Regions from separate parts of the Sus scrofa genome. Here regions 1 and 3 are each linked to region 2. A link is a contact called in public Hi-C and HiChIP or PLAC-seq data. All regions are on one chromosome and are shown on one strand. Each heading gives the region's core, a stretch centred on a gene start, on an enhancer-like site or on the middle of the called end of the contact. The rest is flanking DNA. Distances are from core to core; before and after follow the strand shown.

Region 1 (2,722 bases), core at 34-2,533, 150 kb before region 2:
GTAATTGTAATGTATACATGTAAGGATAACCTGACCCCCTTGCTGTACAGTGGGAAAATTAAAAAAAAATATTTTAAAAAAAATTAAAAAAAAAAACACACTTAAAAAAAAAAAAAAGAAAGAAAGAAAAGATTACACAGAAACTTCCAGGAACAAAGCTGGTGGCTGAGCCCAGAGTGGGAAGCTATGTTGGGTTCTCCTACCTCGACTGAAATCTGAACTATTTTAAAGCCAAAAATAAATTTTTATAAAGAAGTGGAAAACAGAGTTCTCTCTTTAACGAATAGAGTTTCACTGAAATTCTAAAGGTCTGGTGTGGAGGGTGGTGATGGTGACGGAACAATGAGGCGGGAACTTAGCGCTACAACCATATGCCTAAAAGTGGTTAAAGGGGTGCATTTTATACCAATAAAAGAGTCAATATAAACGTGGCAATCCATTTCAACCGTGAAAATACAATGCTGGCTGGACTGGCATCCAAGAGGATGACGGTTCGATCCCTGGCCTCGATCAGTGGGTTAAGGATCCGGCGTTGCCGTGAGCTGTGGTGTAGATCGCAGATGAGGCTCGGACCCCGCGTTGCTGGAGCTGTGGTCTAGACCGACAGCTACAGCTCCGATTAGACCCCTAGCCTGGGAACCTCCATATGCGGCAGGTGCGGCCCTACGAGGACAGAAATAAAAAATGTTAAAAAAAAAAGCTTGCTTACACGGAGTTTAATAACAGGGCAGTGGGGTTTGAAAGCACCGACTTCCGATGCAGTTTAACCTGCAACCCAAGCACTGGTGGGAGGGATCTGTGGGGACCTCGGACGGCGGGCCCCCTTTCTGGAGTCTCCGTCCGGAACTTCCAGGGTGTCAGGCCTCCCGACCCGGCTCAACACGCCAGCGCGGACGACCGCCTCCTCCCTCAGCCCCGGGCCCCAGGGCCCAGAACGCCCACCGCGACCTCCCTCCCCCCCTCCCTCCGGAGCCTCGCTCAGCCCCGACGTCGGCACGTTCCCGGGAAGGCAGCCGCCACGCGCTTGCGCAAAGGCGGCGCCTGCGCGGACCCCGCTTCAGGGCCCACCAACCCCCGCGCCTGCGCAGAGCCGCAGCGTGTCTGCGGGCCAGCGGGGGCGGGCTCAGCGTCGGCTGCCCATCGTCCGATCCCGCTCATTGGCTGAGAGATGGAGTGTGTGCCAGACCCGCCGCTGATGGGGCGGCAGGCGAACAGGTGGGGCCGCGCAGGCCAATCGCGGAGCCGGCTGCAGCGCCGGCCAATCGCGGAGCCGGCTGCAGCGCCGGCCAATCGCGGAGCCGGCTGCAGCGTCGGTCAGGGAGGCCGGCGGCGGACGGCCGGGGTCGCGCAGGTCTTCGGAGATGGCCTCGGAGCAGCAGCCCGTAGTGGTGACCTGCACCGCGCCGGTCAACATCGCGGTCATCAAGTACTGTGAGTGCGCGGGCCCGGGGCCGCGGGGGCCCTGCGGGCGGGGAAACTGAGGATTGGAGGGGCGGATTTGGACGGAGGACCGGGTCCTCCGCCCGCGGGACAGGCGGGCTGGGCTCTTGTGCGGACGTGGTTGTAGGTTCGCGTGCAGGTGTGAGGACTCTCCGTCCCGCCCTCCACCCGGCCTGCGGTGCGGCTCGCGGAGCTCGGCACCATCTGCAGGCGGGACACCGGGGGACACGGTCCCTACAGGACGTCCATCCCCGTGGGGGCCGCAGGGCTTGGCGCTCACGGTCACGCCCACGCTACCTCCGCCTGCTCTCGGTGTCTGTCTTGTTCTGGTCTCAAGAATGTGCCAGGGATCGGCTCCACTGACTCGCTCCTTTTTGGCGAGTCCCCGGGTGGATCTTCGACTCAGTACTTCTCTCCTGTCCTCTTCCCAGCGCGGAGGGGCCATAGTTTGCCTGGCCATATGCCTTTTCCAGGGAGCTGGGCGGTTTCCGACTTGAATCAGGAATAAAGCTGCTGTAAGTTTTTGAGTACAGGTTTTGTGTGAACGTAAGCTTTCAATCTGGTGGATAAACGCCCGGAGGACAGCTGCTGGGCCACAGAGTGGGTGCATGCTTGGTTTTTTCCAAGTTTCCCCACGTTTGTGCCATTTTTCATTCCCACCACCAACGTTTAATGTGCGTGTGATCCAGTTTTTCAGCATGTGGTGTTGTCACCAGCTTTTATTTTAGCCATTCTGATAGGTATGTGGCTTTTTAACCACTGAGTTTTGAATTCTTATTCTAGATAGTAATCCCTGCTGGAAGTGTGGTTTGCAAATACTTTCTCCCACCGTGTAGCTTCTTGTCTTTTCATCCGAACAGGGTCTTTCAAAGGGCCAGAGTTGTTAGGTTTCGGTGGGGCCCAGCGCGGCAGCTTCTCCACCCTTAGAGTGGCTTTTGGTATCAAGTCTGAGCCCTCTTTCCTAGTCCTCCATCCTGAAGCGTCTACTGCGTTCTTTCCTAGCAGGTTCAGTGGGTTTTTTTCAAATTGATGTCTGTGATCCATTTTGAGTGATGTTTTTGCACGAGGTCTGAGACAGGGGTCTCGGCTCTGCTTGGCTAGGGGTGCCCAAGCAGCCTTGGAAGAGGCCAAGCTTCCTCTGCCGAACCGCTTTTGCACTTTTATCAGTTGGGCGGTTTATGCGGGTCTTTCTGGGCTCTCCTGGATTAACCTGCCAGGATCCGTCTTCTGCCCACCACCCCAGAGGTCCCCTGCCTGAGCATGAGTTTAAATTTCAGTTTTT
Region 2 (2,709 bases), core at 190-2,689:
CAGACGCACACAGGGGAGGAGGGGAAAAAGAAACCAGAGAACCAGCGCAGATCGGGACCTGTGGGTGGTTTTAATACTTGAGTTGACTTGATAGAAGGCGACTTTCGGAAAACAGGTCCCACTTGCACATCGAGGAGTCGGGTTACGGGAACCGGATTGATGCCTGCCTCCCCCTCTCTGGGACCTGGGAGTAGACACTCCCCCAGGAGCACTGCGCATGGGGTCCTGGCGGCAGTGGTCATGTGGACACGAAAGGCAGTGCCGGGGAGTGTGGGGCTGGCCGGTGGTCTGGCCTCCCTCTTTGCCTTCCCAGCAGTCCCCAGGACCTGCCCCTCTAGTCTGGGACATGTGCCCCCCCGCCCCCTCCCCACCAAAGCAAGTCCCCCGCCCTGGCTTTGGCTGCAGAGATGCGAAGTTACTCCTGGCGTGGGGTGGGGAGCCCTGTTTCCTGTGCGCTGCCCTGGCTCGGGCTGCTCGAGCAGCCAGGCGGCCCCAAGAGTGCGGGGCCCTCTTATCTCGAGGGCATCAGCAATGTGGACACAGCGGCCGCCTGCCCCCACCCCCGGGAGTGGCCTACAAGCTGGATAGGTGAGAAACTTGGACACGGAGAGGCGACCCTGGCCCAAGATGCAGTCCCAGGAGACCCTCCCTGACTTGGAGCAGTCGCTCAGCTAGGAGTGTGTGACCACAAGCTGCGGAGCACACAGTGCCTGTGCAGTCCTTGCCGGGACACAGGGAGGGCGGGACCTCCAAGAAGCTGTCCCCAGGCAGGGAAGGCTCCAGCGTCGAAGCGGCTGGAGCCCAGCGCACAGGCTGCGATAGCTACCTTCCCCAGCCTCCAAGGCACCAGGTTCTGGGCCGGCAGGAGTGGCGCTGGGCGCCAGCGGGTCCCACCACTCAGCCTTGCGCTTCCACACAGTCCCGAGTGCCCTGTCTCCCTCCCAGGTCTCTCTCTTTCTCCCTCTAGATACAAAGCCTGGGAGAGTCAACCGGCCGAGATAAGATCACAATTTCAGCCCGTCCCGACAGAGCGATCTTATCAGGATGGGACTTGCAGAATGGAATATTTTAAACTTTATCTGAGCCCGGATCGGGGCCGCCTTATCGCCGCACCATCTCGGGGAGGCGGGGGGAGGGGCAGCCGCGAGGTGGCCGCGCCCCCAGCCACCCCGTTCCGGCCCTCTGGGCGGACCCCCTCTCCAGGCCGGACCTCCAGTGCGGGAGCCGAGACGCGGGGGCCCGGCCCGCCGGCGGAGATTAGATTACGGCGCGCTTGGCACACAGCGCGGGGGGCGCGGCGCAGGGTGAAGGTCGCGGGCGCCGCAAGAAGAGCTGGGCGGACCGGGGGCGGGCCGGCGGGGGCCGGCGGGGGTCGGGGCGGGCGGGCAAAGTTTGACTCACGCTTGATCTGCCGGGGGTTGCTCTGTTTCCTCCTGGACATGTCTCCGGCGCCGCGCGCCCTCCCGGCGGCCGCCTCTAGCCCCTGGCGGGCGGCGGCGGGCGGCGGGGGCGCGGCGGGGCCGCGGGGCGGCTCATGCCCCCGGCCCCCGGGCTCCGCGGCCGCCCTGGCCCGCGCCCCCAGCCCGCCGCGTTCGGCCCGGCGCCGCTGCGGAGGCCGGAGGATCGGGCCTGCGTTACGGCCGCGCGGACCGCCAGGGGCGGCGGGCTCCTGCCGGCTCCCTGGCTCCCGCGCAGACGCCGCCGCCGCCGCTGCGCTGCTCTCCTCAATGGAACCTGCGGGCAGCGCGCGGCGAACCCGGCGGCCTCGGCCTGGACGCTCAGGGCGTGCGGGCGGGGCGTGCGCGTCACGGGCGCCGCGCCTCCGGGCCCGCCCCCATCCGCTTGCCCCGCCCCCGGCGCAGCGCCCCGCCCCCGGGCGGACCTCTCGTCCCCTCGTCCGTGGCCCCGCCCCGCCCCGGCTGGCCCCGCCCCGAGGCCCTGGCGGGCCCTTGGACTGGCCTAGCTTCCCCGCCGCCACGGCCCTGCCCCGCCTGCTCGCCCCGCCCGCAGGGAGCTGGCCCCGCCCCGACACTCGGCCCCCTGCCCTGGGTGGACCTGTGGCCTCCTTAACGCCTCGTTCGGCCCTGCCGCTTTGTCCCCAGGCGCAGCTGAGATCCAGTGAGTCCCGCCGCTCCGTAGCACCGTGTCCGACCGGGCTCCAGGCCTCCCTGGACCCGTCCCCCGACGCCAGCTCCACCCCTAAGTCTGACCTGACCTTATTCGGCCCCTAGGCCCCGCCCAGACCACGCCCCAACGCCACGGCTCCGACCTCCACGGGCCGTGACCCCGCCCCTCTGCTCTGTAACTCCGCCCCCAGCGAAGGAGTCCGCCCCGCACTCCCAGTCACTGCGACTTGCCCCCTCCGCCACCGGATGGGGGACAGTGAACCCCGGGTCTGGAAGCCTTTGGAGACTTTGACGGCCCATGTTGTCTTGGACCAGATCTGGGGTGTGGAGCGGGCTGTGGCAGGATGGGGCTTCCGCCCAACATCCCCGGCTCTAGCTCCAGGAGAGTGGGGGTTTTGGGGTCTTCTTCTCTTGGGCTCAGATCTGGCTGGAAATCGGGGAGGGTGCAGAAGCCAGAGGCCTGTACCTGCTCCCCCGCCGCAGACTCCAGGCCTTGCTTCTCCAGGGCGCCCCTGCTGGAGGCCCAGGAAGGAGGCCCCTCTGCAGGCTGGGCAACCCCCACGCCCAGTCCCCGTCGGAAGGG
Region 3 (2,700 bases), core at 48-2,547, 130 kb before region 2:
CAAGTAGGACAGGCCTCTCTGGAGAGAGCCTCCACCGGCCCGTCGGGGAGCCGAGTCAGTGGTCACTGGACAGACCTGGGCAGGACACAGGTACAGCCCACGGGCACGCGGATGAACTCGGCGTGGAAGGCGAAGGCCCCGGGCGTGGGCGCCCCCGCGGCATCCCGGGAGCAGGGCTGGCGGCGCAGCACCAGCAGGCTCTGGGTCAGGGGCACGGAGTTGAGCGCGGCGGTCTCGCGGCCCGTCTTGGTGCTGATGCAGCCCTTGCACAGGCACTCGGCGAAGGCCAGCTTCTGCGGGTAGCGGCTCTCATCCGTGTCCACACTGCGGGCCAGATGGGGAGTCAGCGCCGGTGGGTGGCCAGTGCCTCCCGACCCGCCCGCAGCCCCATGGCTGCCCCTACCCGCCTGGCCTTGCGGCGCAGAAGCCGGCCCCCTGCCCAGCCCAGCGCCCTGCAGGGGCGTGATGGGGCCCCGGGGTCCGAGGGCCGGCTGAGTCAGAGACCCGGCTGGAGAAGCTCAGCTGAGGGGCCCCGGCCCGGCGCTGCCCAGTTAGCGGCAAAGGCACCGAGGCTTGGGGGGCCCTGGGGGACCCCCACCCAGGGCACGCCCCACGCTCACCGGTATCTCCAGGGAGAGATGGAGCGCTGGTGGATGTCTGCTTCCAGCACCTCTTCGGGCTGCAGAACCTGGCACTGGATCCCGCCCGGGGACCCCGCCTGTCGCTTCCTGCGGCCTGCCGCCTCCAGGCTGGACACCAGGGCTACCGGCAAAGCCTGCTCCCACTTGGCAGCTCGAGCCAAAAGGTGTGGGGGGGCGTGGCCCAGGGACAGCTCCTCCGCCGAGTAGCAGCGCGGGGCCCCCGCCCGGAGTTGGAGGCTGTGGCGAGCCAGGCAGGCGGGCAGCCAGGCCAGAAGCAGGAGGCCAGGAGAGAGCTGGGGGATAGAGGGTGGGGGGTCAGGAGACCCTGGGAGGGGCCACCTCACTGCCAGCGCGCTCGCTCTGCTCCCTGTGGAAAGCCCACCCCCCCCCACAGTTGGGGAAACGGAGGCCCTGGGGCCTCTAGCCCCTCAGCCCCGCGCTCCGCTGCGCACCCGGGCTCCTGGGTCCTGGCTCCCGTTTCTCCCAACGTTGAAGGCCTTCCTGAGCCTTCTCCCAACATCCTCAGCCCGGAGATCAGCCAACCAGCAACCGCTCAGGGCCAGGGGCACCGTCCCGGCAGGGCGCGGGGCAGGAAGCTCACCATCGCGGCGGCGGCTGGGCTCTGAGCGCGTGTGCCCTGGCGGCTGCCCCGGCTGCTGCCGGCTCCTGGTGCCCTTTATACCTGCGGCCACACCTGGGGAAAATCCAGGCACCGCTTCCTCCTCGGGAAGCGCCTGGCTCCTCTTCCTCCTCCCGCCCTGCAAGTGTCCCCTCCCCCGGCCCAGGGTGGGCCCATCTCCCAGTCCTCCTTCCTCCTTGGCACCCCACCCAGTGGGACCCTGGCCCGGGTCAAGTCCTTGCAAATGGGGCTGGGGATGGACCCAGCCTGGGCGATACTCTTGAACCTTCTGTGAAAGGGTTTCCGTCTAAGCGCCCTCCTGCAGCTTGCTTCTTTGATTCAACTTGTCTGTTGTGCTGTTTGGTCCGGGTGCCTGGGGCGGTGACCTGGGGCGGGTGGGGTGGGCCCTCCGTTGTGCTGCTGCCCAGTCTTCCGCCAGGGCTGGTCCCCCGTCCCCTCTCTGTCAGGTGCACGTCTGCATCTGCCTCCTCCTGCCCACACGGGGGAGCTTCCAGCAGAGCCTGGGGGCTGGGGGCCTGTGAGCGACCCCAGGTTTCTACGTTGGGCTGCTGTCATTTTATTCAACACAACTGTAAGTCTGGGTGGAGGGGGTGACAACGCCTCGGAAACTTTAAAGCATGGTGCACCCTAAGAAGCTTGCTAAGGAGGTGCCAGGAGTCCACCTGTGCCCACTCAGTGCTCCTGCCTGGGGTGCTGCCTTTGTTAGCCTAAAAAGCACACAGACTGAGCCCAGGCCTGCAAAGCGCTGAATCACCCTGGGGTGGGCCCACCACCCTCCAAGGCTGAGGGCCCTGGCTGGCCTGGTCCTCTTGTCTGTGCCCCGTCCGGCAGAGGAGAGCCAGGGCGTGGAGGTCTCCCCTCCTGCAAGCAGGAGCCGTGGACACCATCAAGGTGCAGGCAGTGTCTAAGTTGGGAAGCGCAGACCCCGGGACAGGGAGGCGCCTGAGGGCACTGAAGGGCCTGCCGAGCCCTGGTCTGGAGGAAACGTTCTCGTGGCCGGCGTGCGTCCGCAGCGCGCCCCTGTTTCTTCCTGACAGACGCTGGCTAGTGGTACACGGGGTCCCCAGGCTGCTCCCGCCTGCCTCGGCCCTGCCCACAGCCATCCTCGCTTCCTGCAAGGGGGCAGCAGCCTTGCAGGCTCTCCCCCCACGGGCTCAGGACAGGAGCTCAGCCTTTCACAGCTCTGGAGGCCAGGGGTGTCGGCCCGGCTGGTTCTTTCTGGGTCTCTGCCTCTCTCTCGCCTTCCGGTGGCACCTGGTGTTCCCTGGCTTGTAAACACATCAGCGCAGCCTCTGCGTGCCTCGCCCTGCTGTCTCTCCTGTGTCTCCTGAGAACACCCCTCTAACCCAGGCCAGTCTCACGCCCTGCTCTTAATCCTGCCTGCGCAGGCCCTTCCCTCAGACAAAGCTGCAGTCCCCT

The links. A called contact is a pair of places that touch in the nucleus more often than the background predicts. HiChIP or PLAC-seq counts read pairs in DNA pulled down with a chosen protein or histone mark.
Region 1: a Hi-C map of liver shows a contact between it and region 2, with 4 times the contacts expected there. The contact joins the promoter of MVD here to the promoter of LOC110261212 in region 2. A contact is called at or near these places in 2 of 5 promoter capture datasets (fetal liver and liver), 7 of 47 Hi-C or Micro-C datasets (fetal heart ventricle, heart right ventricle, liver and 2 more) and 1 of 2 datasets of contacts at active chromatin or transcription factors (skeletal muscle).
Region 3: an H3K27ac HiChIP or PLAC-seq map of alveolar macrophages shows a contact between it and region 2. The contact joins the promoter of IL17C here to the promoter of LOC110261212 in region 2. A contact is called at or near these places in 2 of 5 promoter capture datasets (fetal liver and liver) and 1 of 2 datasets of contacts at active chromatin or transcription factors (alveolar macrophages).

What each region holds. Positions count from the first base shown.
Region 1 is chr6:1,006,823-1,009,544 of Sscrofa11.1, forward strand. MVD (diphosphomevalonate decarboxylase) reads left to right here and starts at 1,284. Exons shown (of 10, transcript XM_021093666.1): 1 at 1,284-1,431. The coding sequence starts at 1,362.
Region 2 is chr6:1,151,930-1,154,638 of Sscrofa11.1, forward strand. It overlaps LOC110261212 (basic proline-rich protein-like), which reads left to right and starts at 1,440. Exons shown (of 1, transcript XM_021096490.1): 1 at 1,440-2,231. The coding sequence starts at 1,440. The coding sequence ends at 2,231. ZFPM1 (zinc finger protein ZFPM1) reads right to left here and starts at 2,043. Exons shown (of 11, transcript XM_021093668.1): 1 at 1,402-2,043. The coding sequence starts at 1,441.
Region 3 is chr6:1,023,876-1,026,575 of Sscrofa11.1, forward strand. IL17C (interleukin-17C) reads right to left here and starts at 1,298. Exons shown (of 3, transcript XM_021093667.1): 1 at 1,243-1,298; 2 at 621-934; 3 at 1-324. The coding sequence starts at 1,245. The coding sequence ends at 63.